Linked DNA regions of Mus musculus: regions 2, 3, 4, 5, 6 and 7 are each linked to region 1. Evidence: chromatin contacts called from public promoter capture Hi-C and targeted proximity ligation data. All regions are on one chromosome and are shown on one strand. The core of a region is the stretch at or near the end of the contact, and the rest is flanking DNA. Distances in the headings are between cores, read along the strand shown. Region 1 holds the start of Ganab (alpha glucosidase 2 alpha neutral subunit). Region 2 holds the start of Vps37c (vacuolar protein sorting 37C). Region 3 holds the start of Cox8a (cytochrome c oxidase subunit 8A). Region 4 holds the start of Cyb561a3 (cytochrome b561 family, member A3). Region 5 holds the start of Myrf (myelin regulatory factor). Region 6 holds the start of Fen1 (flap structure specific endonuclease 1). Region 7 overlaps Fads2 (fatty acid desaturase 2).

Region 1 (4,107 bases), core at 452-2,951:
TGCACACAACTCACACTGGGAAAATAAACGTTAAAAACAGAAAACTCATTTTAAAAAAGGGGGAAGTCAGGCATAATGATGCACACCCTTTAATCCTAGCACTTTGAGGCAGAGGCAGACAGAGGCAGAGGCAGATGGATCTCTTACAGGTTTGAAGCCAAGCCTGGTCCACATACATAGTGAATTCGAGGTCAGACAAGCCTAGATTGACAAGACCTTGTCTCATTATATAAATGAATAAGAAGGGGGTTGGGGCAAGGCAACACAGAAGATATGGTTCTTCTAAGCAATAAAACCAAGAAAGGGCTTATCATACACAGTTATCCAGCCTCCATATCTACTTGGAAGGTAAAAGAAAGTTACCATATAGTGAGGTGAATGCAGGTCCTGTTTGATCCCCAGAAGCACCAAAAGGAAATTGTGAAGGGGATCAGTTAATAAAGTTCCCTAGAAGCAGGAAATTTTGGAAAGCTGGCAGGCAGCCACCAGTAGTGAAAAAAGGCAGCCAGCAAAGTGAGAAAACACTAGGAACTAGCGTGCTAGGCTTTGGAGGAAGAAGTACCTGTAAGACAAACAGAAGACAATGCTACTAGAAAAATCTAATCAGAAGGCATTGATACAGCCTGGGTCCTGAGGAATGGCTACTTATGTAGCGGTAGTGAGCAGTTTAGCTCGTAAATACTCCCTGGAACCCTATCTTCAAGTCTTTAAAATAGGTTTGGAGAGATGTCAGTAAGGAAATGATTGGTAAAGAATATTTTCAACATGACTTGTTGGCTCTAGGAATGCCTTAAGCATCCCAAACGAGAGGTGTTCATGAGCTAAGTCAAGTATGAACTTTAGGGTAAGTTACATCTGTTTATTGGAGAAGAACTTGAGTATATGATTCACCCTTTTTACACTGCTGTCGACAGTACACGCCTCTCCCGACCCTTTACATCCGTTAGGTGTACCGCGCTTTACGGCGCTGATGTGTTTTCAAGCTTTTTTTAAGGTTCTACAAAACTCCAGAGAACAGGCCAAATTATTTGATACATGTTGTGTTTGAGCAACATTATCCATGCAGACTGTGAACTTACTGGACCCTGCCCCAGCCGTGCCCAGCAAATGAACACTAATGAAACTGGCCCAGGCTGGTCGGGAGGGCAAGGAAGGAATACAGGACGATCTGCCCATCGTATTGCTTCCAACCTGAAAAAGGAGCAGTGTGGCAACAGGCTGCTTTTTTACAGGCTGGGATGCATTTCGTCCCCCTACCTGCCTCGACAGCCCTGCGCACTGCAGGAAGGAGACGAAAGCATTGACCACCCCGAACCGCCAAGGGAGAAGGGGCGGCTGGGAGCGGACAAGACCGAAGACAGCACCCAGCTTCAGCCTTTCTAAGCCCGGCGAGATTCAGGAACCCCACAGACAAGGGCCGCAGCGACTCGTGAATCTGCCGCTGGGAGGCTGTAGCCAGAGGCCACCACCACGAGGACAAAGAGCCCGTTGCGAGGCCAGAAGTAGCAGGGTGATGGGAAGGCATACAAAAAGAAGCAATATGGGGCTCGGGGGATCTAGGGCCGTCCGGACGCGCCCCCGGGTTCCGGGCTCCTCACCGCCTCCTACGCGCCGCCACTGCCGCTATTGCCGCCATCTTGTACCGGGTTTGCTCCTTGACCCGAACCTACCCGCCCCTGTGCACGTTGAGCCACGTACCCTAGTGCCCGCCCCTTCCGGCCTTCCGATTGGCTCGTCCAGAGCGCGGCCGGACGTCTATCCCATTGGTCGAGCGCGTTCTTTATTATGAATGGGGCGTGCCTCGACGCCCCGGGCTCTGCGTTCTCAGGCTTTTGGCAGCTTTCCGTGTCAGATAGAAACACTGGACTGTTTGTCTCAACTCGGCAAATTTTATTTAGAAAAAATGGTGGGGTTTGAAAAAAGTGACACCACTCATTACGTACGGACTTAGAAGCATCCACCCTTCTGTAGCACCTTAGGCTCTTCTCTCAGTTTAACCTCGCACAACTTGTAGAGAAAAGGTCAAGTCCCCTGCCGAAGCAGAGTGGATGGCGGAGGTGCTTGAAAGCGGCCAGAGAAGAGCCCCAGGCGATCGATGTTGCGGTGGAGGACACTGTGCAGCACAGACAGATGTGGTCCTCCTTCAGCTCCACCCTCCCTGGCAAAGTCCCGGATGAAGCGGCCACGTTCAGACTGGAAGATGAACTTCTGGGGCAAGGGCCCATGCTCCCGAAGAAAACCCCAGACACTAAGCAGCAACAGACGCACTTCAAAAGGTGCCAGTTGGCTAAATACCTCGTGCATATTACCCAGGGCTGGTGGCAAGAGGCTTCCCTCAGCCATGACAGCCACCAGGATACAGGATGCCTCCAGATGCCAGGGGGAGTGGGTTGTATCAGGGTGTCGAGAGGCTTCCCAATGGCTCAAGAGGGCAGCCAGCAGCCCCCGCAGCAGCACGGAGCAGTAGCACAGGGCTGGGGGAGCAGCTGCTACCAGCTTCAAAAGCTCAAACAGCAGAGGTTGTTCCCGGAAGCGCCTACCAATTCGGAGATCCCGCTCCACGGTGGCTCGTGCATGATCCTCTGGGGGCCAGGCCAGCTCAGCACCAGCTGCATCAGGACACACGCTCTCCACTAAGGTCACCGCAACTGCTTTGGCTGCCTCTGGGCTCAGGGTGGGAGCCCCCCAGCAACCCTCACGCTCGCTGTTCCCTGATGCGCTGCAGCAGTGCACTAGGAGGCTAACGAGGCTCTGGGTGTTATAGATCACTTCTTGATGGTTTCGAGATTGAACAATTTTAGGTGGCTTTAAGCCACGGCCGATAACTCCAGCATGGAAAACTGACCAGATCCCTCCAGGACCCGGCACTGCTGCAGTATGCCTCCGGTTAATGTCCAACAATGAGGCAGAAGCCAAAGGGGTTGAGACAATTGAGAGGGTCTCATTGTCTCCATCCATTTCCCCTCCAAATAGTTCTGTGTTGCCCCGATGTAAGGCTCCCTCTACAAGCAGCTGTAGGACAGCCTTGAGCCCAGCTGGGGAAGTCTGAGAAAGGCGGGTAAGAAGCTGAGAGGCTGAAGCCACACCAGGAGGGCCATGCAGCCTTAGAGAAGAGAAGAAGTGGTGTACTCCAGCTCTCACTAGTCCCAATAGTTGGGAAGGGGACAGGGCTTCAGAAGGAAAGGGACATATTGCAAGGAGGGAGGCAGCAGCTTCAGCTACTTCCTCCTCTGGGTGTAGTAGGAGAGGAGCCAGATCAGCCAGGTGAGCTGAGGCAGACTCCCCAAACCGGGCCCCTAAGGCTGAAGGGCCCTCACCACCCTGCTGCTCCCACCCCACCAACAAGGCCAAATTTCGAAGAAACCGGGCTGTGAAGGGAGGCTGTAAAGTCCCTGCATGCACTCGAGCCAGGCAGCTTCGGAAGGCCAGGGGAAGAAGGCCAGAGAGACTGACCACTAGCCCTGCATATAGCTGGGTTGCCAAACTCAACTCTTCAGGGCTTCTGGCTCTGCTCAGTAGATGACCCAAGGCCTCAGGTCCACAGCTAGGTCGTGTATAGACAGACAGTAGGCCCAGGAGCTGGTGTTGCCAGAGGAAGCGCTTCCGTTCTAGCCGTAATGTCTCTCCACACAGTTCTCCAACATGGTTTCGTAATGCATCAAGAAAGGGCACTGGACGAGGAGGTGGGGGTGGGCCCAGCACCCCTTCTCCAGGAGACCCTCCCCGATGATGAACTAGTTTTTGTAGATGTAGCAATAGCAGCTGGATCAGCCGGTCACAGGCCTCTCTCACGGTGTCTGGCACAGCCAGGCCCTGGGTAGTAATAACTGAAGCAGGCATAGCTGTGTCTACTAAGAACTGCAGCAGGCGGTAGGCACCAGTCCCAGAGGCCTGGCTCACTAGATGCACAGCCAGGTTTAGCATGTTGTCTAGCTCTTCTCTGGGGAACCCCTGCAGGTGTTGTTGCAGCTGGCTTAGCACTGCTGGGGGCTTGAGGCAGTCCACAAGTTCTCCAGATACTGTGCCGAGCAAAGCTGGTGACATGACTGCCAGCTGCAGTAGGAAGGGAACTGTGGCCTGAAGAGAGGGCTCTCCATTCCGGCCCCC
Region 2 (4,107 bases), core at 661-3,160, 1.8 Mb before region 1:
TACAGGTCCTCAATGACCTCATTGGTCAGACTGGAAAAACCCCACTACTGCGAGCCAAAGTGTCCAGGAATGAGTCATATGTCTATTTATCTCAAAGTCCTGTTAATGGCACACTAGCACATGTCAAAGCAATAAGCAAAAGGCAACAAGAATCTTGAGTGACCACCTCAAGCTCCAGTGGCCCAGCAAATCTACAAATATGCATTAAGACCGGAATCACCCAGTCAGTGTATGTGTTAAAAACAAACTCCTGGGGCGCCAGCCAGCTAACATCACAAGACTCTCCAGAGATGGGGGCTCTGCATTTTCAACCAGAATGACCGCAGATAATTCTTAAGCTCCAACATATTAGGGCAACTGAGGCGTCTGGAAGGCAGTATTAGAGTTAAAGACTCATTTGCTTTGTTAAAAAAAAAAAATCTAACAGCCACTCATTGGTTGATAGTAGCCAATTCTGTAAACGGGTCACCAGTCACTCAGAGGTGTTCTCTATATCCAGTAACCAGTGTAAAACACCCCCAAAACAGTACCCAGCAAGGACAGCCACACAAGCAATCAGAACTACTGCTTGGCAAAACAGCAACAGAAAACAGCCCCACTGAAGCACTCCATCATGTTTTCTACTTAATGGAAATTACAAAGGCACTGGGCCAGATTTCCAAGACAATCTTACGAAAAAGGCTTTTTTTTTTTTCTGGGCACTATGACTGCCAAGAACAAAGACTCATTTCAGAGTCCACCATTTCACCCAGCAGCCCTCAGTTCCACAATCCCCAGATCAGGGCCCTCCCTGGGCCCCAAGCAAAGAAGAGTCTTTCCCTTCTAAGTCCCTCTATCACCACCATTTCTAGCTGCAGGACTGACAGTCACTGAATGTGGAGTGGCACGCTATTGGTAGAGACACCTGGAAAATATGCAGGGAGCGATGAAGGAGCCCTGGTATCCGTGAAGTTTCTTGGCTCAAGGTGGCTAGCCCAAATCTGATTGACAAGGTATAGGCTGGACTCAAGAAATGTGACCCTGATGATAGTCCACTCTACCAGTAACTCAAACACATCTCTGGGAATGTCTTGGCCCACCAAAAAAAAGTGAAAGAACACCCCTAAACGGCTGTGAGGGGAGAAACAAAGCAGAACCAGGCACATGCTGGGACCATACACCTGGAAGGCCCAGAAGTAAGGATGGCTCAGCCATGCTGGACAGTTCAAGTCGGGGTCCAGAAGAAAGGGGAAGAACCCTTACCTATTGCTAACCTGGGGAATGATACAGGCCAGCAAGACAAAGGCCAGAGTCCCTCTAACTCCACTATATCGCAGGGGCAAGTCAGAATACACACAGGCCTCAGTTTCCCAATCCGTACAAGGGGCAAAGAGGCTCTTAATGACACAAAGGCCACAAGGTACTCCTACAGAGGGTGAAGGGTTGCGTGGCGTTAGCGGATAGGTGGGAGGGGGCGGGGCTGAGGCGACCGGCGAGGACAGCCTCCCACCGTCCATCCCTCCCACCCCACTGCAGGGGCGCAGGCCCGCGGGGAGTCACGCGCCCATCGCGCCCAATCGCCGGCTTCGGCCAGGAAACCCATCTCTGAGTTCGCCGGCAACGCCCCCGGCACGGTAGGCCGCTGCCCGCCGCCGCCCGAGACCTTCCCCAGCGGCGCTCACCTACCGGGGCCGCCGCTACCGCGGGCAATCAGCCGCTGCCCGCACTTCCGGGATCCACGAGCCCCGCCTCTACCGGATGTGACTTACTCCCGCGTCCAGCTGAGAACGAGCCGCACTGCCCCTCCGCCGCGCCCCGAGTGTCCTGCCTTGTAGGCCTAGGGGTGGCCACGATACCTGCACTCAGACGCTGGTGGCTTCAGGCGCCACACCCGCGGAAGGCCACTCGGCCCCGCCCGCGCGGGGGAAGGCACCACCCCTAGCCCCGCCCCCGCCGTAGGACTCCGCCCATTGCGAGTACGCCTGCGCAGACTTGCAGGCGTCCCTTCGTTTGCTCTGAATATCCTGAGACAAGCGTGGAACTTCCAAAGGGAGGCTCCAGATGGGCTCTTATTGCACCACGGTATCCCCGGCCTGCTGCGCACACTCCTTTTTATAGTTTGGCCTCAGGACTAGAATGGCTGCGGTCCTGAGTCCCCTTCAGACACTGCTAACAGCTCTGAGCTTTCCTAAAAAATCACCCTTTGTCAGGACCGTAGATTGCTCTTACTCGTCTGTAGATGAGTGTGTAAGCGTCAGACTTGATCCATCCTCACTCGCCCAGAGTGACAAGCCTCAGGAAGGGATGGAAACAAACCAGCCCTGAGAGGTGAACGCCATTCCACTTTGGCTGCAGTGGTTAGATTAGCTTCCAGCCTAAGAAAACCCTGCCACCCTTTGTTATACATTAGAACTTTTGTTGCTAGTGGCAGAGACCAGCACAAATTGGCCTCTTCAAAATGGTAATTGCTGGGTCATACAACGAGAAGTCCAAAGGCCCTAAGTGATACCAGGCTCAGTGTCAGAGGCCTCCACCTTCACTTGACTCTGACTTCTGTCCACCCAAAATGGATCTCACCTCAAAGAGAAGGAGAGAGCCAAGAAAGAGTGACCATGACATGGGACACAGGTTCAGGTTGCCTTAAATAACATGTTCCAATGTAAAAGTGCTTTTGTGAAGTCTGTACAGTAACAGAATAAGGCTACCCCAAGGCATTTTACAAATACATTGCTGGGACCATCAGGCCAGTGGGTAATGAGAAATTAGGGAAAATCTCTGTTTGGGTCTGAGGTGCTATTTGATTACATTTTAGCTTTGGGGTCTGCTGAGTTAGTGCATCCCAAAAGGTTTACCCGATAATCACATTGATATGAGGTAAGGCACAGAAGTGAGCAACATTTATTAAGGAGAATAACAATAATTATCAGTTAATTGGACCCTGTAACATCCCAGCTTTCCACAATCAAGAAGTTCTAATCAGTCAACAGAGTTGCAATTTTATTTATTTATTTATTTATTTATTTTTGAGGGGGGACTTCCATCTTGTAAGTTTCTCTTTTGGGTCATCGAATTTCATCAAGATCTCCCACTTTTTCTATTTCATATTCTAGATCTAAAATGATCATCATTGTCCCCATTGGTCAGAACTCCCTCCCCTTTACTACCTCATGGGGTCCCTGGGTACTCAGGTCTCAAGTCCCCTGTGCTGTCCTAGAACTCTCAAAGTAGTCAAGAGTAAGCTCTCACCTCTACCTGGCAAGTGCACAGTGTTATGCTGTGCTGGAGACACAACCCAGGCCCTGCACACACACACTCTCCCCTACCTCTAGCACAGCTACTACAAAAGGAATCAGGACAGACGACAGCTGTGCCTGCAGGTGACTTGCTTGAGGTGCTACCTTTGGGGGCCACCCAACATGATAGGGGTTCAATGCTGTTTGTTTTGCAAATACTTCATTTTGTAAGAACTCAAAGTCAGAGTGAGGACTGTTGACAGCCGCTTCCAGAAAGCCTGCTTGACACCATTTCTCCATGGTTGGGAGAGCCGGCCAGGCCAGTGAACCTGAATGTTTTTGTCCTTTCTCTTATGCTGTGTGAGTTGGGTTTTTTGGGTTTTTTGTTTGTTTGTTTTTAATTTTGAGCTGACAAGCAGACTCCATTTTGTGCATCATTATATGCAGGTGCTGGGAACTTCTAAAGCTAGAGCCCAAACAACCAAAACCCGAGAAATTGACAGAAGTCTGCTGCAGACCAAACACGGGGTCTGTCAGTGCCAAGCACTGGTGGTAGACCTTTTGAATAGCCAGACTTGGAGCATAACAGGAGGGAGGGAGAGCAGTGGCAGGAAAAGGTCTCGTGTGAGAGGGGGCACTAGGAAAGATGCCTTGACTTGGCTTCATAGAATCCCCAAAGCAGCCCCAGCACTAGTTGGAGCCACAGGCTGGGCCAGAAGGCCACATAGCTATTCTTTCAAATCTTCAGCTGGCCACTCCCAGCTACTAGACTAGACCTCAGACCTGGAAGACACTTTGTCAGGACCCAACCTGGGACTCTCCAGTTCCAAGTCCTAGTTCATGCTGTACCACTAAACCACACTGTCTTTGGCCAAGTCCCTTCTGTTTCCTAGCA
Region 3 (4,107 bases), core at 1,112-3,611, 1.7 Mb after region 1:
TTTTCAAAAAAGTGTGAGGGATACCCATACAAAATCCCTACTTCATTAGAAACTTGATACATAGTTAAGGATGACATATAGTCTCTGGACTCCACCTCTTAAATGCTAGAATTACAGTTGTGGGCTACCAAGTCAGGTTTATATAGTGCTGGAGAATAGGACCCTTTTTGTGCATGCGAGGCAATCACTTTATTCCCAGCTACTTGTCTTCAATCAATGGTAAAATGATAAGTATACTTAAGATTACTATCAGTATTATTTGAGGCAGCATCTTACTATGTAGCCCTGGCTGGTTTAGAACTTGCTATTTGAGGGGCTGGTGAGATGGCTCAGTGGGTAAGAGCACCCAACTGCTCTTCCAAAGGTCTGAAGTTCAAATCCCAGCAACCACATGGTGGCTCACAACCATCTGTAACAAGATCTGACTCCCTCTTCTGGAGTGTCTGAAGACAGCTACAGTGTACTTATATAATAAATATATAAATCTTAAAAAAAAAAAAAAAAAAAAAAAAAACTGGGCTGGTGAGATGGCTCAGTGGGTAAGAGCACCCGACTGCTCTTCCGAAGGTCCAGAGTTCAAATCCCAGCAACCACATGGTGGCTCACAACCACCCGTAAGGAGATCTGACTCCCTCTTCTGGAGTGTCTGAAGACAGCTACAATGTACTTACATATAATAAATAAATAAATCTTAAAAAAAAAAAAAAAAAAAAAACTTTAAAAAAAGAAGATTTACCAGGCTGGCCTCAAACTCAGACACTCCAGAAGAGGGAGTCAGATCTCGTTACAGATGGTTGTGAGCCACCACGTGGTTGCTGGGATTTGAACTCCGGACCTTCGGAAGAGCAGTTGGGTGCTCTTACCCACTGAGCCATCTCACCAGCCCCAATAAATCTTTTTAAAAAAGAAAGAAAAGGTGTTCTAGGTAGAATGTAAAGAGTAAAAAGTCCAAAATCTGGAAGGGTGGAGAAGAGACCTAGGAGCAAGGACAAAAAACAAGCGATATTGAGAAGTCAGACAGAAGGGCAATATCCAAGATCCGGGCCTTGTCTAGAAAGCAATGGGGAGGGCTGGCAAGATGGCTCAGTGGATAAGAGCACTTACTGCTCTTCCGAAGGTCCTGAGTTCAAATCCCATTGGAGGCCCTCTTCTGGTGCATCTGAAGTCAGCTACAGTGTACTTATGTATTAATAATAAATAAATCTTTGTGCCAGAGCAAGCAGGGACTGAGTTTACAGGAGCGAGCAGAGCTGACCGGAGCAAGCAGAGGTCTTAAAAATTCAGATCCCAACAGTGACATGAAGACTCACAACCATCTGTATAGACACAGTGTAATCACATACATAAATATTTTTTTAAAGAAAGCAATGGGGAACCACTTGATCAGGTATTTGTCTAGTAAAACAAGAAGGAAGGAGAGAGGAGAAAGGAACAGAAAGAATAAAGGCAGAAGGGAGACAGGGGATAAAGAAGAGAAAGAAGAGAGGCAACAAGGCATGGAACATAGGAATAGAAGCAGAAAAGTTCAAGGTCATTCTCATCTACACGGTTTTAGGACAGCCTGGGCTACTGGAGACCTTAAAAAACCAAAACTGGCCGGGCGTGGTGGCGCATGCCTTTAATCCCAGCACTCGGGAGGCAGAGGCAGGCGGATTTCTGAGTTCAAGGACAGCCTAGTCTACAGAGTGAGTTCCAGGACAGCCAGGGCTACAGAGAGAAACCCTGTCTCGAAAAACAGAGAACAAAACAAAACAAAACAAAACTGTCCTAACACACACAAAAGGAGGAAAGCAGAAGTTGAGAACAGTTACCAGTTATGTGGAAACGGGTTTCTGAGAGGATAACAGTAAATGACAGGAGTCTCGGGGCTGGAGAGAGAGCTCAGCGCTTAGAAGCACTCGCTGCTCTTGCAGAGGTCCAGTTCAGTTCAGTTCCCAGCATCCACAAGATTACTCACTATTGCCTGAACTCCAGTTCCAGAGGATCCAACACCCTCTTTTGGCCTCTCTGCGTTCTGCATACACAGATGAACATGCTGACAAAACACTCATAAAGTAAAACTATGTTTTTAAAACTAGAGGCTTACTGGTGGCGAGCTGGAGTCACTAGTACAGTGCTGGCAGAGAGAGGATCCTAGTTAAATGAATGGAGGGAGGAGCCAAGGAGTCAATAGACTTGTAGCTTGTGTGATTGGGTGGCTATGCGTGTCACTCTCGAAGAAAGTGGAGGTGGGAGCAAAGGTGTCTCATTTCTCCTCCCATCTGTGTAGGATGATGTCGGTTGGTTGTTTCGAGGAGCGCGCCAAAAACAGCCCAGGCGGGCGAGGGGGCTTGTCCCGACGTCATTTCCGAAATACTTCCGGCTCGGGCGTCCGGCAACTTCAGCGCCGGAACTTCCGGCTGGTTCGGCCATCTTGACTCCCTGACCTTGGACTGGTCCTCGTCCGTGGTCGTTCCGCGCCGTCATGTCTGTCCTGACGCCACTGCTGCTGAGGAGCCTGACCGGCTCGGCCCGGCGGCTCATGGTGCCGCGGGCTCAGGTCCACTCGAAGCCGGCGCGGGAGCAGCTCGGGGTCCTGGTGAGCGGGACGGACCGGGAGCGGGGAGGTGGGCGAACTGTGGTAGCCTGCGACATTGGCTTAGGCCTGTCCTCAAGGCATGGATGAGACAGTCGCTCGGCTGCTCCTAAGCCCTAGGTATTTTTCCCAAGTTCCTGGATGTCAGGTCAGCCCGCTAGTTTGTTTACTCTGTTCGGCCTCTCTAAACCCGTCTCTCCTTCCATTCCCCCCCCCCCCCCACCGCAGGGGAGGGCATGCCTGGTAACTGGCAGCGACGTCATGGTTGTTACTGCTACATTTTATTATTAAGGAGGGCTGCAGAGTTCACCAGGTCTACATTCCCAGAGATGTAGGAGCATTTAGATACTAGGACAATTTTTACTTTTAAAACATTAGTTTAAAAACATGAGGCAGGGTCTCTTGTAGCCCAGGCTGACCACATTTGACTTTGAAGCGATAATCTCTTTAGTGCTGGGATAACAGGCCTGTGCCATCACTTGTGGTTTATGTGGTGCTGGGGATCAAGCCCGGGACTTTGTGTTAGGCAAGCACTTTCTTAATACTACACCGCAGCCTAGGCCCCCCCATCCCTCCCTTTTTTGGAGCTCTTCTGTTTTAAGTGACAATGGGTCATGAATCCAGATATCTGGGCATTGAATTAGGGGTAGAACCAAAGCACTGCCACTGAAGAAACAGTGACAACCAAGCCATGCCCTCTCTTACGCCCATTTAGTGGGAGGTTGAGGCATGAAAACAGAGCTCGGGAATTCAGGCCAGCTTGGGCAACATACTGAGACTCTGTCTCAAAAACAAGAGTCTGGGGGCTGGAAAGATGGCGTTTGGTGCATAGCCTCATGAAGACTGGTTCAGGTTCCAGCACCCATATAACAAGCTTGTAACTCCAGCTCCAACGCATCTGACATCCCGTCCTGACCTTGGGTAAGCATGCAAACACATACCTGTGCTCACACACATGCATCATACAAATATAGATAAAACACATCTTTAAAAGATACAAAACCCCAGCAGGGCAGTGTGGCACACGCCTATAATCCAGCACTTATGCTATAGAAGCTGTGGATCTCTGAGTTCAAGGCCAGCCTGGTCTACTGAGTGAGTTCCAGGACAGCCAGGGCTACACAGAGAAACCCTGTCTCTGTGTAGACAACAAACAACAAAAACAAAAAAAGAGAAGAAACTGTATAGAAAGCAAGGACACGTGAGAATGGTTTATTTAAGAAGTATTCGCTTCACCAGCATGAAGATTTGACATTGACTACCCAGTAACCGGCTAGTCTTTAGCCCTAGTGCTGGTAGGGGGAGAGGGGCAGGGAGCTCCCTGGATTCCACTGTTCAGCTTGTCTAGCCAAAACAGTGAACTTCAGGTTTAGTAAAAAAAAACCTGTCTCCAAAAAAAAAAGAAAGAAAGAAAGAAAGAAAGAAAAGATGGAGAGCTGTTAGATGAGATGCCAGACATCAAGCTCTGGCCTTCACCCACATGGAAAACAGCACACATACACACCAGTGAGCATAGTGGCACTTGAGTGTAT
Region 4 (4,107 bases), core at 787-3,286, 1.7 Mb before region 1:
TGTAGTTGAGCATAAGCCCAGGCTAAATAAGACCCTAGCCAAAAAATAAAAAATAAAAATAAAGGCAGGGGTGTGGGGGTGGAAGGCTTGGCCATTAAGAAGTTAAGAGAGTACATACTGGTCTTGCAGCACACCACAGCTGAGTTCCCAGCACCTACATCAGCTCACAGCTCCAAGGGACCAAATACCTACTTCTGGCCTTCACAGGAACCTGCATACACATAACATTCACATACAGACACATTTGATGAAAAGGAAAGGCAAAACATTCCAAACCAACCCGCATCACTCCAGTTACAAGTCCTGGACTAGCACTTTGCCACAGGCTTAGAACAGATGGGACACTTTTCTGACAGAAGGCCGGAAAGTTAGTTACATTGCTGTCTACAGTTCACAAATAAGCCCTCTCTTTTCCTAAAATAGCAAAAGCAAGGAAAAGAACGCAGGCAAAGGCTGAGACTACGCTCTCACTTGCACTGAGAGAGCAGTTTGTACTAAGACACCAGACATGCTCACCACTGCCGGGTCTCCTGTCCTTGCTTGGCTGAGCCCCATGCTCAAGGAGGGAGTCCACAGACTCTTTAGGCTGTTTGGGCTTGAAGCCTCTGTCACAACTATATTCATTCTTGGCTGGTGTAATATAAGAGTAGCCAGGAAGGGTATCTCAACAAATGAGCATGGCTGTGCCTCGTTAACACCACAGACACTGATGTCTAAGTTTTACATGATTTTCACATTTCACACAATATGATCCCTCTGCCCCAATAGTTTAAATATGTAAAAGCCACTCAGGGTTAGATGTATGGGGTGTAGTTTATCTACCTTGATTTAAGAAGTGTACCGAACCTCTATTTAATGTTTTCCTCAATTCACTGGCTAAAGGATTCTCATAGGCTGAGCTAAAACAGAATCAGTCCCTGGGTTAAGAAGTGAACCTTCCATTACTCTCAGGAAAAGGCTGTACTCCAAACACAGTTACTTTTAGAAGTTAGAGCTACAAACAAAAAGACCAAAGGGCAGAGTTAGTTGTTTCCTCCTCAAAGACGGAGGGACACTAAGAATTCTGGGGACCAGATTTAGAGTGCAAATCCTATAAACCTGCATCTTACAATTCAAAAGTACTGCAGCGCCGGGATCCAAAGAAGAGTAACTCGGTCAGGCAAATGGCAAGCCTGGTACAGGCACCCAGTTCCTGTGTTCAGTTCCCAGAACTCATTTCCAAAGGCAGCCCCTCCAAACGGCAGGACTCAGGAGTGAGTGACAAATAATATTCCACTCAGGAGTGTGAATAAAGTCCACCTTAGCACAAGTGCTCACAGACCGGTCCTTCGTCCTTCGGACAGTCAGATTTACTCCAGGTGCAAGGGGGGTATGACGGTGACTCCTTTAGTCAGGTTGGTTCTAGCAAGTCTTAGATGAGACGCCTTTTGAAAAGCGTGAGAGCCTCTACGAACACCACCTGCGGTATGGAAGGGGCACGGAAAAGTGTCCAATTCTTACGAGGAAAAATAGGCTGAACGCCGAGGTAAGACAGAGCGAAGCAAGGAAGCGGCGGAACCACCACTGGAACCCATAACCCGGCTCTCCCAGCCCGGGTTCTATCCCACCCTTAGCCACACAGTGGGACACCTTGGGGGCAGGTCTCTGGGACCCGCCGGTCAGCGAGAGCTGCCACTCCCTAGGCTCCTCTTGAACCTCGGAGAACTGACTTTCCAGCAAGTCTGCAGACCACGGCATCCGCTACAGAGGGCGCTAAGTGAGATTTTTATAGGCTCGGCCACTTCCGGGGGTGAGCTGGGGCGTCTGGGAAATGGGGTTTGCAAGCTAAGGGGCGCGTTCCTGAGCGGTCCGATTCCTAGGAGCGCTGCGTCCTATCAGCCTTGTCTCTAACCACAGACCCCGTCCAGAGACAGGTGAAATGCTGGGGTTAACAACCTCACGCTAGGGTCGGCCCTCAGCGAGGCAAGATAGAAGAACCGGTCACAGGGAGAGCCTGAGAAAGCAAAGACCCTAACATGGCGGGCAATTAGCAATCTACTTCCGGAATTTAAAGCCAGCTTCCGGAAGCCGAGCGAGTGTTCCCATGACAACCGACGTCGGTTCCTTGAGGTGCGTGTAGATGCTGGGGATCATAGAGTGGCTGGAAGTCAGAATTTTGTGTTGCTATTGCTTTTGCTATGAGTCTTTTGCCGAGGCCTTTCGGTCTGTGAGCGGATTGGGACTGGTGAGGAAAACCGTGTTAAACTGGAGGGTGCTCGACCGCGTAGCCAGAGCGAGGGGCGTTTCTGCCTAACGGATGCCCTTGGTAGAGCCTTACCAAGTGGTGCGTTTGACTCTACTCATTTGCGAGCTGGAGGAAATGACTCTATTTATGCGTCCTTGCCTATAGCCAGGGGATAATTCTTTCCTACCTTGCAGATTGTTATGAGGATTAAAGTAAATTCTCTTGGTTAACAAGATTATCATGGCGCTGGTACCTAGAGAGATATTGTGTGAAAACTCAAGCCCAGAGAAGTTACATTCATATATTTAAAGAGAGAGAGAGAGAGAGAGAGAGAGAGAGAGAGAGAAAGAAAAGAAAAGAAAACCACGGGGCTTTTCCACCGCGGAAGGTGGACGGGTTCCGGACCCCTCAGAACCTTTGCAAAATGAGGGTTATATGCACTAAAATGGCTGCTTTTCAAGTCCAGGGATCAAGTAAAGTTATAAATATGCTCCCCTCACTTGCTGCCTCAGTGTTTCTGTCATAACCTTTATAAAGTTCCTCTAGGAGAGTACTTTGTCTTCTCAACTCCTTCTGTATGTGACACTGTCCATTTCTATGAGGACATATTTCTCACCTACTTAGATAGCACTCTATAAATTATGAAATAGGCTGGTTGTATAGTGCCTCTTAGAATACCACTCTGCCACCTACCAGCTGTGGAATCTTGGTCTAATTAGTTACCTTTGCTGAGCCTCAGTTTTCTCATCTAGGAATTGAGGGAAATAAGAATTGATTTTCTACCTTATGAGGTTATTATAAGATTTTAATAACATCTGTGATTGAAACAGTTCCTAGAGTGTTGCATGAAATATATAAGGGTTTTATTTACTACCATTACTACTATTATGTGACCAGGCTGTCACTGCTCTGTAGTAACCCTAAATATTCTTGGTTAGAGTTGTGTATTTGTCAGGTGTGGGTAAATTCCTGTAGAACAGGCTCTCAGGGTTTACCCTGAGGATCAGGGCAGGAGGATCAAGAAGTTAAGATGAGCTTGGGCTACATAGCAAGATCTGGTTCCAAAAAAAAAAAAAAAAGCGCCATGCATTAAGAAGGATCCAGACATGGAGAAAAATTTGCTGTTAATGAGTCTCTAGAATGAATGACAAGTTATGGTGCAGTGGGGTGGAGTTGGGATGGGTTTGGGTTTGTCTTGTTTGGTGAAGAATCTTGGCTCTCATAACCCAAGCTGGCCTCAGACTCTTAATCCTCCTGTTTTAGGTTCCTGAATATTGTGATTATAGGTGTGTGCCACTATGCCTGGCTTTAGCTGGGTTTTTGTTTTGATAATTGGTTTTAACTAATATACCCTGATCACCTAGAATGGTGTTTTGCATACCAATGTTTATTGCTAGACTTCTAATATTGCCTTCCTTGCCCTTCCTCCCTTTCTTACCTCTTTCCCCTCCAAACAGGTCCTTGCATTAGAGCCAAGGAAACAGCTCCGATTTGGAAAAACTAAACATCTCTCCTGGAGTTCTGGGCAGAGAGAAAACCAGTAGTCATTTTCTTCGGAACTGTGGAATGTACCCTTGGGAGTCCCACAAATCAGGCAGAAGATGCTCCAGACCGGTAACTACAGCCTGGTGCTCTCCCTGCAGTTCCTGTTGCTGTCCTATGACCTGTTCGTCAACTCCTTCTCAGAGCTACTCCGAATGGCTCCTGTTATCCAGCTTGTGCTGTTCATGTGAGTATAAGAGGCAGGCCTGAAAAGCTGACTCCAAAGAGTGTGAAGGTCCTGACTGTCACAGTTGAGCATTTTAAGGTTATTGGTGTGTTTAGACATCTATGCTGTCTGAGGGTTTGGGGTGACAGTATCATAGAGAACAGATCTCTTGATT
Region 5 (4,107 bases), core at 784-3,283, 1.3 Mb before region 1:
CTTGCAATCCTCCTGCCTCAGCCTCCCAAGTACATTGGTTATAGGTATATTCCCCCACGCTTCGGGAGGCTGCTCAGTTTCATCTTTCCCAGACAGTGGTAAAGCTTTCTGGTTTTGACTTCCTATGCCTAAGGGTTCTCTGAGGATGTGCCCTGAACCACTCTGTAGTGTGGTGATTTACTGGGTCTGGGATTCTAGAATCCTAGATCTAGGGTTCTGAAGTTTACAGGTGCCATTCTCCATACATTCAACCTGTACTTTTTGAGTACCTATTGTGTGTGAGGTGTGTGTGTGTGTGTGGGGGGGGGTTGGTGTTGAAGTTATAGCAGTGCCCTCATAGGCCTTCCTGAGAAGGAGACTAATGGAAACTACATGCAGAGCTACGCGCCTATGAGGGTGAGACAGGTTGAGGTGGAGTAACTGCTTTGGAAAGAATACCCCAAGCTGGGCAGTGGTGGTGCACAACTTTAATCCCAGCACTTGGGAGGCAGAGGCAGGCAGATTTCTGAGTTCGAGGCCAGCCTGGTCTACAGAGTGACTTCCAGGATAGTCAGGGCTACACAGAGAAACCCTGTCTTGAAACCACCACCACCACCACCACCCCCAAAAAAAGAATACCGATGTGTGCACTGAGGTCTGGTGGCTGAGAAGAACTAGCCATTTGGGAGCAAGCATCACAAATGAACTAACATGTGCCATGGCCCTGTGGCAGATGTGGGCCTGGCATGTTCGGGTGATGGCAGAAGGTCTTGGTAGCAATGGTTAAGTGAGCCACGCAGAAAGCAGTTGAAGCTGAGGTCATTGTTACAAGTGGAGAGAGATGAGCCAGGTTTCTGAGAAACCAGGGCAAGAGGTTTAGATGTCAGAGTGCAAGGAGAAACCACTGGTTTTACCAAAGGCATGGTGGTATGATCTGACTTCTGCTTCATAAAGAATTAGTTGGGAGGACTGTAGAGGAATCATTAGGAGAGATGCTGTGTAATGGGGGCAAGATGGAGGTGAGAGTCCAAACAGGAGACACGATGGTTTCATCCCTATGTGATTTCAGATTAAACATCAGGTAGGGCAGCAGGGAGTAAGAGTATAACTCTTAGTGGTGGTGGCACACGCCTTTAATCCCAGCACTTGGGAGGCAGAGGCAGACAGATCTCTGAGTTTAAGGCCAGCCTGGTCTACAGAGTGAGTTCCAGGACAGCCATGGCTACCCAGAAAAACCTGTCTTGAGGAAAAATAAAGAATGGCTCTCATTAAACTCTGAACCCTATTGACCTTGAACTGTACTGCCTAATACTACCAAGGTCACACATAACTAATTATGCTCAAAATAATTAAAATAAAACAAAGCTGAAAAGTCAGGAGCTCAATCCCCAGAGCCATATTTCAGATGCTCAGCTGCCACTGTGGCTAATGACAACACCTAGAGTATTTCCACCATTCTAGAAAGTTCTATGTAGAAGCACTTCTCTAGAGGGCACTCATTAATCCTTAGCTTCCTCATCTGTAAATGCAAATTGTAATAGTTCCAGACAGGTGGCAAATGCCTTTATTCTCAACACTAGGGAAGCGGAAGAAGGCGGATCTCTCTGAGTTTAAGGCCAGACCTACATAGATTCGGTGTGCGTTGGGCCTTGGGGGGTGGGGGTGGGGAGTGGGGAAGTGGGTGTGTACCTCCCTAACAAAGACCTGCCGGAATTAACAGAGTTTAACACCTATAGAGTACTTAGCACAGAGTATCCCTTTGTTACCTGGGATAGGGTGAATACGAAAAGGAATAGGAGCTATCTCTGAGATCTGGTACTGAAAACCCTCAGATTCATAATCTGGAACCCTACCTATACCAGAAAAGAGTGAAAAGCGACTAATCCACAGACTTTAAGGCAAGGCAGTACCCAGGACACCACCGCCGCGTCGAGCGCCCCCTGCAGACGACGCGGCACCCTGCTACCCGAGGTTGCGGCTCTGGGCGTACCGCCAGAGGGCGCTGAGGGCGGCGGGCGGGGCGCGGGGCAGGCGGAGGCCGGGCTAGGGCTGCGGGGAGCGAGCGTGAGGAGAGCCTGGCCGGACTGTACCGGGAGCCCAGCCGGGACTGTCGCGCGGGCCGCGCCGGCGATGCCGCGCCCCCGGGCCAGGCTGTAGCGGGGCTGCGGCCGGAGCGCACGCGGCGGGCAGGCGGGCCATGGAGGTGGTGGACGAGACCGAAGCGCTGCAGCGCTTCTTCGAAGGTGAGAGACCGCGGGGTTGGCTGGGCGATCAACCTCCTGCTCTGGGATAGGCCAACCAGTCTCCCTGAGGACAGGAGACCCATGGGGTTTCCACCATGCACCCAGAAAGGACCTCCAGAAAGCCTCCTTTTTGGCAGGGACTCTACTTCAGACTGGCAACAGCGAGGTGAATGGCTTCGAGATAGGGAGTCTCTAGATGTCTGCCCAAGCCCGTTGGACTTGGGTTTCCCCGAATCGGCCTCCAACACTCAACTTCCTTGGGGATGGGTTCCTTCTGTGCTCGGCTCTCCTCGAAGCCTTTCGGGTCCTGCGGTCCCTGAATGGTGATACTCCAACCCTCAGCACACTTCTCTAGTCTGAGGACGCTGTACTCCACCCATACCAGCCTCTTTCTTACTCCATCTAGCCTGGGACTTCCCTTTTCCCTTAAGGCTGGGACCCCAGAGCCTAGCCTACCTTCTAGGAGCAGGGACCTCCTGACTGTGCTTCCTGGAGGCTGAGACATCCTTGGAGGCTGTCACCTGTCTTGGGCAATGCTGCTTCCTCCACTAAGGCTGAAATAAATGCTCCTCTAAGCAGCTACTACTTCCTTGCCTGGGGCAGGACCTTCTCTTTAGTGTGATTTCCTAGAGATGGAACTCCCTTGAAGCTGGCTGACATCTCTGTCACCAGCAACCTCTGCCCTAGGAGACCTCCAATGCTGTAAATGGCACCCCACCAGCCCCTATGAGGCGCCTCAGGGTTGGGTCCCTCACACCTGACCCAGGAGCTGACCTGGTCCCCCCCTCACCTTGACCTGAACTTCTCCAGTAGGATCTATGTACGCTCCATTATATATGTTTTCCTCACCTCCCCCACCTCCCAACCCCCACATTGATTTTAGAGTCTGGTCCTGGTCTAAATACTGCCTCAGCTTTTCCTGAACAGACCCTGCCCCTCCCCCCATGAAAGCTGGGTTCAGGAGGGAAGGGGCTGGTGTAGGAGGGGGAGGGGAAGTGCAGGCTGACATCTCCCAGCCTGCTGGGTTTCTCAGACCCTTATTGGAGACCGAGGCACTTGAACACCTTTTGTATCTATCCCCACTATGTTGAGAAACTATTCCCTGCCTCACCCTCTTCCTAGTCCCTCAGCTAACATCTTGCCCCTAAGTACTGGTCGAGGCTTCCATGAGCAGAACCTGTTGCCCTCAACATACCAGGCTGGGACTGTGAGTTGCAGGATGGAAAATCAAGACCCAAGTTTAAAGCCCAGTGCCCAGTTCCTGAGAGATTTCCCCACGCAAGAAGAGGACTTTATTCGTTTCTCTTTCCATGACGTGGGGAACCACAGAATACTTTTGTCCATCCACTCCTACATCTGAGCAGCCCAGGAGAAGACAGCTCCAGTCTCAGGTTAACTTAACTCTAGGATGTTGAACACCCAGGCAGAACAAGTCTTGAGGCTGCAAAATGCTAGGCTTGGACTAAATTCAGTGATCAAGTCTGAGGCAGCTATACCATTTGAGGGTGCAAGACACCACCCCTCAGTCCAGGAGCTCTCTGGGAGCTTCCCAACTTTGGGCAATAGGCTAAGAGTGCACAGGGACTTTGTGAGTAAAGATTCTAGAAGAAGAAAGAAGTCAGTGGTCCTTGTTGGGTACAAGTACTGATTGGGGGTGCCTAGTGTATTCTTGGTGCCCCTAGTGACCCATGAACCAGGACTCTTTGGTTTATGTAGGTATCCCTCCCCCACCCCACCCCCACCTGGGCTCTGGGCACAGGGGTGGGCCTAATTGGCCTGGACTCCTCACTTCTGAGCCAAACTTTCCCTCTTGGCCTGAGGTGGGGGGGTGGTGGTGGTGGATGGAAGGCTGACGCCACAGCTTAGCCATGCAGCTGCCTGGCAG
Region 6 (4,107 bases), core at 1,055-3,554, 1.3 Mb before region 1:
TTGGAAAAGAAGGCCATGGCTTGCCCTTGGGCAGCACCAGCCTCCTCCTAACTTACTTTGTCTCAATCCCACCTCAAAGGAAAAAAGTAGCAGTTTTCCAATGTGGTTTCTCTCTCGCTTCCATGGTCACTAATTCTGCCTCCTGGCTGCAAATAAAGGATACACGAAGAACCAGGCAGTGAAGAACATGCCGATGGCCAGAAGTACCACAGTCAGGTGAGGGAAGACAGCCGGGTTCACTGGGCTGGTGTACCTACTCATGGCTTCGAGCTCCTAAGGAAGAAAACAGGCCATCTCAGTTTCAATCTGGGGAGACCGTGGAGCAGATGTGTGCTGCTGGGCACTCCTTCAAGTGAGTCACTGTGGAAATTACAATCATTTTGGCTGCGTGTGTTAAATTGTATTACCTTTATTTACTCTGTGTATATGTGTGCGTTTAGGTACCAATGAGTGCATTTTGAGTGTAATTTGTCAGAGGACAAATTACAAGAATTGGTTTTCTCCTTCCACCATGTGGGTCCTGGGGACTGACCCCAAGTCACCAGGCTTGAAAGTAGGTGCATTGCATTTACCTGCCATTTTGCAGGTCACTCCTCATCTCCTTTCTTAGACGTTAGAGGACAACTTTCTGAGAGACGCCTTCTGCCATGCTTGAGGCAAGGTCTCTCTTGGGCTTTGGTCACTGTAACACGCATTCCAGGGTAAGCAGCCCTAAGGCTTCTGGACATTTCTCTTGTGTCCATTTTCCATCTTGCGGTGTGTGAGTTCTGGGGTTACCACATCTGGCTTTTGTTTGTTTGGTTTTGAGACGGGGTTTCTCTGGGTAGCTTTGACTGTCCTAGAACTCACTCTATAGACCAGGTTAGCCCCAAACTCACAGAGATCTGACGGCCTCTGCCTTCTGAATGCTGGGATTAAAGTCATGCACCACCATCGCCTGGCCACACCTGGATTTTAAAAAGTAATGTGGGTTCTAGGATCCAACTCAGGCTATCAGGCTTGCACACCAAACCCTTTGCCCATGAGCCATCTCCTAGCTCTACATCACATCTTAAAAGTAGGGACGTGGCAGGCTTTGTGGTAGAACATTTGCCTAGCATGCATGAAGTCTTAAGTGTGATCCCCAACACTGGGAAATAAAACAAACAACAATAACAACAAAGAATGGCAGCAGCCACTTTCAGTGAGATAAGAGCAGCTAAGAGTCAGAGGATAATGGCTCTTAGGGGTTTCTAGCTAATGATCACTATGTAAGTCATGGATCTGTCTGGGGGAAGACACCTAAAGAAAAACGCTTGCCCACAATTCCCACTGCTTTTGGATCTGTGTCCAGACTCTAAGCCGTTAATTTGTACAGGAAGCCGGAGCCTACACTAGTACAGACAGCTCAAATTCTAATGTAGGAGTACTGCTTTTCATTGCCTTAGGGGGGAGCCACGGGGATCTCCTGGCAGAAGACAATTGGGATAATTCTGGCCCTACTGAATCCTCAGTCTGAGTTAAGTAGTTATAACACTGTTTGTGTCACAGGGCTGATGCATGATTGGAGAAAGATGAATGTTGACACATCTAGTTTACTGCCCGGCACAGAGTAACTGCTCAATAGGTATTTGTTTCCTTCCTAAAGTTGCAGAGAAGACGATGAGATAATCCCTGTGAAAGGGCTATAAACGTAAAGTTCTGTACAAATGTTAACTTCCATTGTCACTTTCTTGCCAATGTTTCTAAAGTCCAGAACATAACAACTCCAGAGAAGTAGACTGAGCCCATTGTTCTAGGAGACACAGGAATTCAATTCAGTAAACAATTATGTCCCCCTTCCCCCCTAAAAGAGCCAAGGACAATCGCTGCCATTTATGGAACCTCCAAATGCAGGCCCAGTGTTGGGCAACAGGAATACAAAGACGAATAGACATCATCCCAGAACTAGATGCACGTCAGATGGTGGTCACTAGGAGGCGTGGCAGATTAAAAAAAAGAAGTCCAGGAAACGTGGCAAGAGGTGTGTACAGACTGAGAGCTCCCAGAAGACAAGACAAGTACCTATGAGAGTTACAAGTGTTTTACCAGGAAATGGTATTTATACAAGGGCCTTGCGGGATAAGTAAGATTTCAGCAAGGGAATCCTTCCAGATAGAGATAACTGATCATAAGAAAGAAAAATAAAAACGCGAAGGTTTTCAAAGTGCACCCTGTGACCTTCAGAATTATAGTCAACAACATCATAAGCACATTGTGATGGAAACCTCAGCCTGAGGAATACACGGTAAGGGGCTTGCTTTCCCGTCCCTAACTCAAACTAGAGTTTCAGCGGCGTCCCACCCACCGGGCACTCCATACTGAGGCCTCCGCGGAAGAACGCGGTGAGGACCGGGCACACAAGAGCCCTAGGTCCTGGCCACAGCACTGTCCGTTAACTCCCATCATCTCACCATTTTGCCCCGCACAGGATAAACCACCGATCCGCCACCGGAAGAACACGTCGGCAGGAGCAAGCGCACTGAGCAACAGGAAAAGGATGTGGTCCCTTGCGCGTGGCATTGTGGGACTTGTAGTCCCATGTTCTCAGGAGTAACGGGAACTAGGACTATGCGGACCTGCTGTGAGTAGCATGGAGTCGGACTGTGGGAAAGGGTGGTGTGAAGTTTAGGTTTTAATTCATTTTTTCCCCAGAAAGAACGCCCACTATGAAAGCTGCTATCGGACCTGGTGGGGCATACACTACATTTCCCAGGAGGCTGTTCGCGCCTGGCAGATCACGTGACGAGAGCGCGGGCTTTGGAAGGCGGCGAAGCTGGGAACGATACTGAAAGAACGGGCTCGGGACTGTCCAGAGAACGCTGTGGACTCCAAACCACTGCTAGCTGCTTAAGGCTCGTGCACTCGAGACGGGGTGAGGTCTCGCGGAAGCGTCTCTGAAAGCGGCAGAGCCGCGGGAACAGCACCGGGCAGCCCGGGCTTGGGCCATTCGCTCTGCTCCGAACATTCCTCTTCGCCGGTAGGAAGAAGGTAGTACCCTCCTTCCAGTGAGGACTCAGAGACCAGAGCGTGTTCATCCTAGGGCCCTTGTGAGGAGTATGGAGCGGGGAAGTTCTGTGCCTTTAATAAGGAAATGGGTTCATGTTCTGCTGACATCCAGAGACAGTGCTTTCTTGTATTTCTGACTGAGGCAGGTGTTGGAAAAGCCCCAAGGACATTTCTGGTGAAGGGAAGTCTGGAAGACTCCGTAGAACAGTGGGGCCCAGTTAATACGGTGATTAATCAGTAGGCCTCTGGGGAGTGGGGAGCAGGGGAACTAGGTGTGTTTTTATCCTGCCTGCAGCCATTTCATTTAAGGCTTTGCTATCTGGAAGGTCCTGTGGAGGCGGGACTGAGACTATCAGGACAGAACAGGTTTCCCTCTGTGTGACATGATGGGTGGTAATAGCCTGTATTCATTCTAGCAACGTAGTAAGTGAGGTGTGAACCATATGGTTGACTAGGGAACATGGCACGGCATCTGGTGATGTGTGTATTCCATCTGGGTTTTTGGTTGACCGGTTCTGCAAGGCAGAAATGGTTATTCATTCTTATTTAACAACTCAGAAGTGACTTGTGTTACACAATCTTGAAGATGTAGAGCACTTGCTAGCAGGAGTGAGGGCTCTAGCTCAGTCCCCATTGTTATACCCACACACAGAATACCAGATTCAAGGATGAGTTTTTTATTTGATTTCTGGTCTGAGGATTCAACATGGGACTCCATGCATGCTAGGCAAGCCACTGTACCAGGGAGAGCTACAGTCTTTAGCCTTAAGACTGAGTTTTTGCTGCTTGTATTCTTAGAGGAACCACAGTAATACGAACCAGGAAGAAGTAAGGAAGGAGGGCAGGAAGAAGACCAAAGAGAGAAGCAGGCCTCTTCACTAGGCTTCTGTGCTATACAAGTAACGTGTGCTGAGGTGTTTGTAGTCAGGAAGGAAGGGGACTATACAGGGCCACTTGGGCTTCAGAAAAGACACAGTGAAGTAAGACTGGGAACAAATTAGAACAATTGACAGGACTTTCTTTTTTTTTTTTTTTTTTTTTTTTTAAGATTTATTTATTTATTATATGTAAGTACATTGT
Region 7 (4,107 bases), core at 449-2,948, 1.2 Mb before region 1:
AACCTAATCTTATAATATTTCGGGGGGCGGTTGTTTTTTTGTTGTTGTTGTTTTTGTTTTAGATTTAGATTTATTTTATTTTTATTTTGTGTATATGAGTACACTGTAGCTATCTCCAGACACACCAGAAGAGGGCATCGGATCCCATTACAGATGGTTGTGAGCCACCATGTGGTTGTTGAGAATTGATTTCAGGACGTCTGGAAGAGCAATCAGTGCTCTCAACTGCTGAGCCATCTCTCCAGCCCTATTGCTGTGCTGTTGGTTTAAACAAAACAAAATTCCAAAATTGTCACTACAGCTTACCCTCCCCGCCCCACCCCCACCCAGCACTGCAAGGAGCAGAGCAGGTGCTTCCTGAGCCACAGCTGGTGGCTGCGCTGCTTGCTCCCTGGGGATTGGGCCCTGGGATGAAAAGGTGTCTGCTGCTGCTGCTGCTTTCATTCATTTCATGCAAATTATCTAAATAACTGTTTTGCCTGCTCGTGTGTCTGTGCACTGGATGAGTGCAGCGTGCCCACAGAGGTCAGAAGAGGTCATCAGAGCCCTTGGAACTAGAGTTATAGTTGCTTATGAGTCACCATGTTGGTGCTGGAAACCAAGCCTGGGTCCTCTGGAAGAATAAGTGCTCTAAACAGATGATCTGTCTCTCCAGCCCTGTATGGCCTCTTCTGTCCATTTGGCTTCCTCATGTGTCAAGAACCACTGGGGAAAGGTGATTAGCCCATAGAAATGACACAAGATCTCACAGACTAGATGTTCCCAGGACGGTGACTGTTAAGGATTCCTGGTCCTTGTTTGGGTTCTCTTAACTGTTAACAGTCTCCAGGGAGCACCTCCATGGAGACCTGGGAGCCTCTGTTATTCCCAAAAGGAATAAAGATGGCGCCAGAAGCTCCCCATGGGGTGCCTAGGCTTGTGTAAGCATTTTTATTGTTTATGCCCCCAAGGGCTAGGTCTAGTGTGGCTCAGTGGTAGAGGACTTGCTTACCATGGGTTAGGCCCTGGAGTCCATCCGCAGTACTCCCAATAAAACCACAGCAGAAGAAAACAACACAAAGCAGGCATACTTCTCACGGCCTTGGGTAGTGATTAACTGTGAACCTGAACTTCAGCCACCAACCTGAAGGCTGGCCAAGGTTTTGGCCTCACAGAGCTGGCAGGAACGAACTTATTTTGAATAGAAGCTTCTGCCTGATCCCTTTGGCTTGCGGACTATTGAACAATAGTCCCCTGAGAAATTGGAAATTCCCCAGGAATTGCATGCTGGGAGAAGGAAAAGCTGACGCCTAGTGCCAGCCAGAGGCACAGCTTGTCTCCCAGAAAGAGATCTCCCACAATTCTGAGAACTTGTCAGAATACCTTACACGAAAGACTGGAACAAAGACAGATGGGTCGGTGATGAGCAGAGCCACACGTGACCAGGTCTGCTTAGTCCTATATACCTCTTGCTTTTGATTTAAACCAAAACCTCATTTTAGGACCCCCCCCCCCCAGAAAAAATGGGTGAGGGTGTGGTGGTGACAGGGTTTACTTAATCCCTATTTTTTCTTCACAATGTGACCACATTGACTAAATATCTTTTCTCTGTTTTTTTGTTTTGTTTTGTTTTCTGTTAGGCATTTATTAATTGGTCCACTGAGGGCAGGTAGCTGAGCATAGGTCACTGGGCTGCCAAGGCCAGGGGTCTGATCCAAACTCTAATAAAAATGCTAGCATGAGCAGCCAAGCCCAAGGAAATTGGCAGCTGCTAGCCTTGTTGGACCCAGTTACAGGTAGATTGGAAAGAGACAAGGTCTCTGCTGAGAAGGTCGATGCATAAAGTGGGCTGGAGGTAGGGGACCAGATTCTGGTGTTCACTGTCTCTCTTTTTCCTCAGTATGGCAAGAAGAAGCTGAAATACCTGCCCTACAACCACCAGCATGAATACTTCTTCCTGAGTGAGTATGGTTGCCTGAGGGCCCCAACCCTGCTCTCACCACAGCATGCCCATCTGGCTCACTTCCTCTCATACCCTTTTCAAACTGAGAAAATGATTGCAAACCTATTCAAGAGAGGGGAGCCAGCAGTCAGCTTGTGGAAACACCTCTGGGCCCAGTTAAGCATCGTCTAGGCTCCCAGGCTCCTCTCTGACAGGCACATGTTCTCTCTTCAGTCGGACCGCCGCTGCTCATCCCTATGTACTTCCAGTACCAGATCATCATGACAATGATCAGCCGCAGGGACTGGGTGGTAAGTCAGGAAGTGACGGCTGGTGGTGGGGTAGCGTGACTAGGGCACTTTGCCCCTGCCTGTGGATCCCCAGACAGCTCCCCTAAAGTGTAGCTGCTTTGTCACTCTTGGGAAGAAACGGTCTCTGAGGCCACCAGAGCCAAGAAGGCCATAGCATGTCAGGTCTAAAGACACCTGGCAACCATTGCCCTTGCAGAGTTCCTTAGAAAGTTCCTGAAGGCAGTGTGACAAGAGGCTAACCTAGCCCACCAGTAGTGGATAACCTTAGCAATAGAAACATATTTTCTTTCTCACTCTCACAAAGTCTAAAATCAGTTGCCATCGGGCTGGGGGGTAAGGTGGAGGGGTCCAGGTCCCTGTCCTTGACTGGTAGGTGACCAGGTTCTCTTTGTCTCTCTTTACATCATCTTCCCTCTGGGCCTGTCCACATCTGTGTTCAGATGTCCCCCTGTTTTTCTAATGTGTATGTGTGTGTGTCTATGGTTGCATGTAAATTTGTAGGTGTGCTTACATGTGTGTGCATGTGGAGGCCAGATGACTGTCTTAGTTACTCTTCTATTGCTGTGAAGAGACACCATGACCAAGGTGACTTGTAAAAGAAGGAGTTTATTGAGGGATTACAGTTTCAGAGAGTGAGAGTCCACGACCACCATGGCAGGGAAGATGGCTGCAGGAAGGCAAGCTGGAGCTGAAGCTCAGAGCTCACATCTTGAGACACAACTGTGAAGCAGGGTGCTAATTGGGAATGATATGAACCTTTGAAAGCTCAAAGCCCACCCACAGTGACACAGCCCCTCCAAAAACACCACATCTCCTGATCCTTCCCAAACAGTTACACAAGCTAGGGACCAAGCATTCCACTAGAGGGGCCTATGTGAGAGCATCCTCATTCAAACCACAAGAATGTCAGGTGTCACCTCTTTTGAGATACGGTCTCTCACTAGCCTGGAGTTTAGAGATTAGGTTAGACTATCCAGCAAGGCCCAGGATCTGCCTGACTGTCCCTCCCCAACACCAAGATCACAAGTGTGTGCCATTGTGCCTAGCTTTTGTATGGAGGTTTTGGGTATTAAAGTTGCAAGCACTTTATCAATTGAGCTGAACCCCTAGTTTGTCCCTTTCTTATAGGATGACACTAGTCCTGCTGCATTAGGACCTATCCGAATGAGCTGTCTTAATGAGTTCTATTAGCAAGGACTGTGCTTTCAAAGATGTTGTCATTTGCTGGAGGTTAGATGTCACTGTATGAGTTGGGAAGGTATGTCAGAGTTTTAAAAGAGCAGAAATGATAAAACGAACACACACACACACACACACACACACACACACACACGATTACTAGAGTAGCTTACAGACAGTGGTCAGAATAGCACAATGGCTGTCTCTGACAGAAAAGCCAGAGATCTGCATGTCTCAGAAGTCCCAATTTGATGCTAGAGTCCCAGAGGATTCCTAGAGAGTAGGCTCTAACACCGATGAAGGAATGCCACAGCAACAAGGTGGATGAACTTGCCAGCAAGAGTGAGGGCACGCATCGAAAAGCAAAAGCTTCATTCTTCTGTGATTCTTTTAGTTTATTCCAGATGTAGTCAAGTTGACAACCAAGATTAGCCATCACAGAGGGCATGCTTCTACCCAAAACAGCAGGCTTAGAGGTACCTCCATGGAGGGAGGCAGGCTGTGTATAGGTTTGAGAAGGTAAACTTGGGTTTACATAGAAGTACAGTTGTGGTTTTTGTACACCTCATGGTAGAGTAAGCTCTAAGGAATACTCACCATGAGCAAAGAGTTGTCTATGATGAAAACATGGTCCCTGCCCTCAGAAGAGAACGGACAAGTGCATAGGCCCTTAGTGGATGTTCTTAGCCTTTTAAA

The links. Promoter capture Hi-C pulls out the DNA fragments that hold promoters and counts their contacts.
Region 2: a contact with region 1 is called in a promoter capture Hi-C map of hippocampal neurons, with 2.7 times the contacts expected there. A contact is called at or near these places in 2 of 39 promoter capture datasets (cranial neural crest and hippocampal neurons) and 1 of 130 datasets of targeted methods (astrocytes).
Region 3: a contact with region 1 is called in a promoter capture Hi-C map of cranial neural crest.
Region 4: a contact with region 1 is called in a promoter capture Hi-C map of hippocampal neurons, with 2.9 times the contacts expected there. A contact is called at or near these places in 3 of 39 promoter capture datasets (cranial neural crest, hippocampal neurons and liver) and 1 of 130 datasets of targeted methods (pancreatic cancer cells).
Region 5: a contact with region 1 is called in a promoter capture Hi-C map of embryonic stem cells, with 4 times the contacts expected there. A contact is called at or near these places in 4 of 39 promoter capture datasets (cranial neural crest, embryonic stem cells, hippocampal neurons and 1 more).
Region 6: a promoter capture Hi-C map of hippocampal neurons shows a contact between it and region 1, with 2.7 times the contacts expected there. A contact is called at or near these places in 2 of 39 promoter capture datasets (cranial neural crest and hippocampal neurons), 1 of 484 Hi-C or Micro-C datasets (B cells) and 1 of 130 datasets of targeted methods (embryonic limb bud).
Region 7: a targeted proximity ligation map of astrocytes shows a contact between it and region 1, with 2.9 times the contacts expected there. A contact is called at or near these places in 2 of 39 promoter capture datasets (hippocampal neurons and maxillary cranial neural crest) and 3 of 130 datasets of targeted methods (astrocytes, large pre-B cells and stem cell-derived neural progenitor cells).

The regions. Positions count from the first base shown.
Region 1 is chr19:8,895,651-8,899,757 of GRCm38.p6, reverse strand. Ganab (alpha glucosidase 2 alpha neutral subunit) reads right to left here and starts at 1,701. Exons shown (of 24, transcript NM_001293621.1): 1 at 1,599-1,701. The coding sequence starts at 1,636. Ints5 (integrator complex subunit 5) reads right to left here. Exons shown (of 2, transcript NM_176843.3): 2 at 1,868-4,107. The coding sequence ends at 2,023.
Region 2 is chr19:10,686,538-10,690,644 of GRCm38.p6, reverse strand. Vps37c (vacuolar protein sorting 37C) reads right to left here and starts at 1,910. Exons shown (of 5, transcript NM_181403.3): 1 at 1,666-1,910.
Region 3 is chr19:7,215,870-7,219,976 of GRCm38.p6, reverse strand. Cox8a (cytochrome c oxidase subunit 8A) reads left to right here and starts at 2,361. Exons shown (of 2, transcript NM_007750.2): 1 at 2,361-2,578. The coding sequence starts at 2,465.
Region 4 is chr19:10,575,086-10,579,192 of GRCm38.p6, reverse strand. It overlaps Cyb561a3 (cytochrome b561 family, member A3), which reads right to left and starts at 2,036. Exons shown (of 8, transcript NM_201351.2): 1 at 1,110-2,036; 2 at 119-211. It overlaps Tmem138 (transmembrane protein 138), which reads left to right and starts at 1,807. Exons shown (of 5, transcript NM_028411.4): 1 at 1,807-2,109; 2 at 3,682-3,953. The coding sequence starts at 3,826.
Region 5 is chr19:10,238,674-10,242,780 of GRCm38.p6, reverse strand. It overlaps Myrf (myelin regulatory factor), which reads left to right and starts at 2,033. Exons shown (of 26, transcript NM_001033481.1): 1 at 2,033-2,222. The coding sequence starts at 2,177.
Region 6 is chr19:10,202,590-10,206,696 of GRCm38.p6, reverse strand. Fen1 (flap structure specific endonuclease 1) reads left to right here and starts at 2,304. Exons shown (of 3, transcript NM_007999.6): 1 at 2,304-2,602; 2 at 2,678-3,009. It overlaps Tmem258 (transmembrane protein 258), which reads right to left and starts at 2,495. Exons shown (of 4, transcript NM_026919.1): 1 at 2,433-2,495; 2 at 164-273. The coding sequence starts at 2,435.
Region 7 is chr19:10,068,397-10,072,503 of GRCm38.p6, reverse strand. It overlaps Fads2 (fatty acid desaturase 2), which reads left to right. Exons shown (of 12, transcript NM_019699.2): 6 at 1,880-1,940; 7 at 2,156-2,232. Among named protein-coding and RNA genes, the nearest start is that of Gm29917, 23 kb to the right of the region's middle.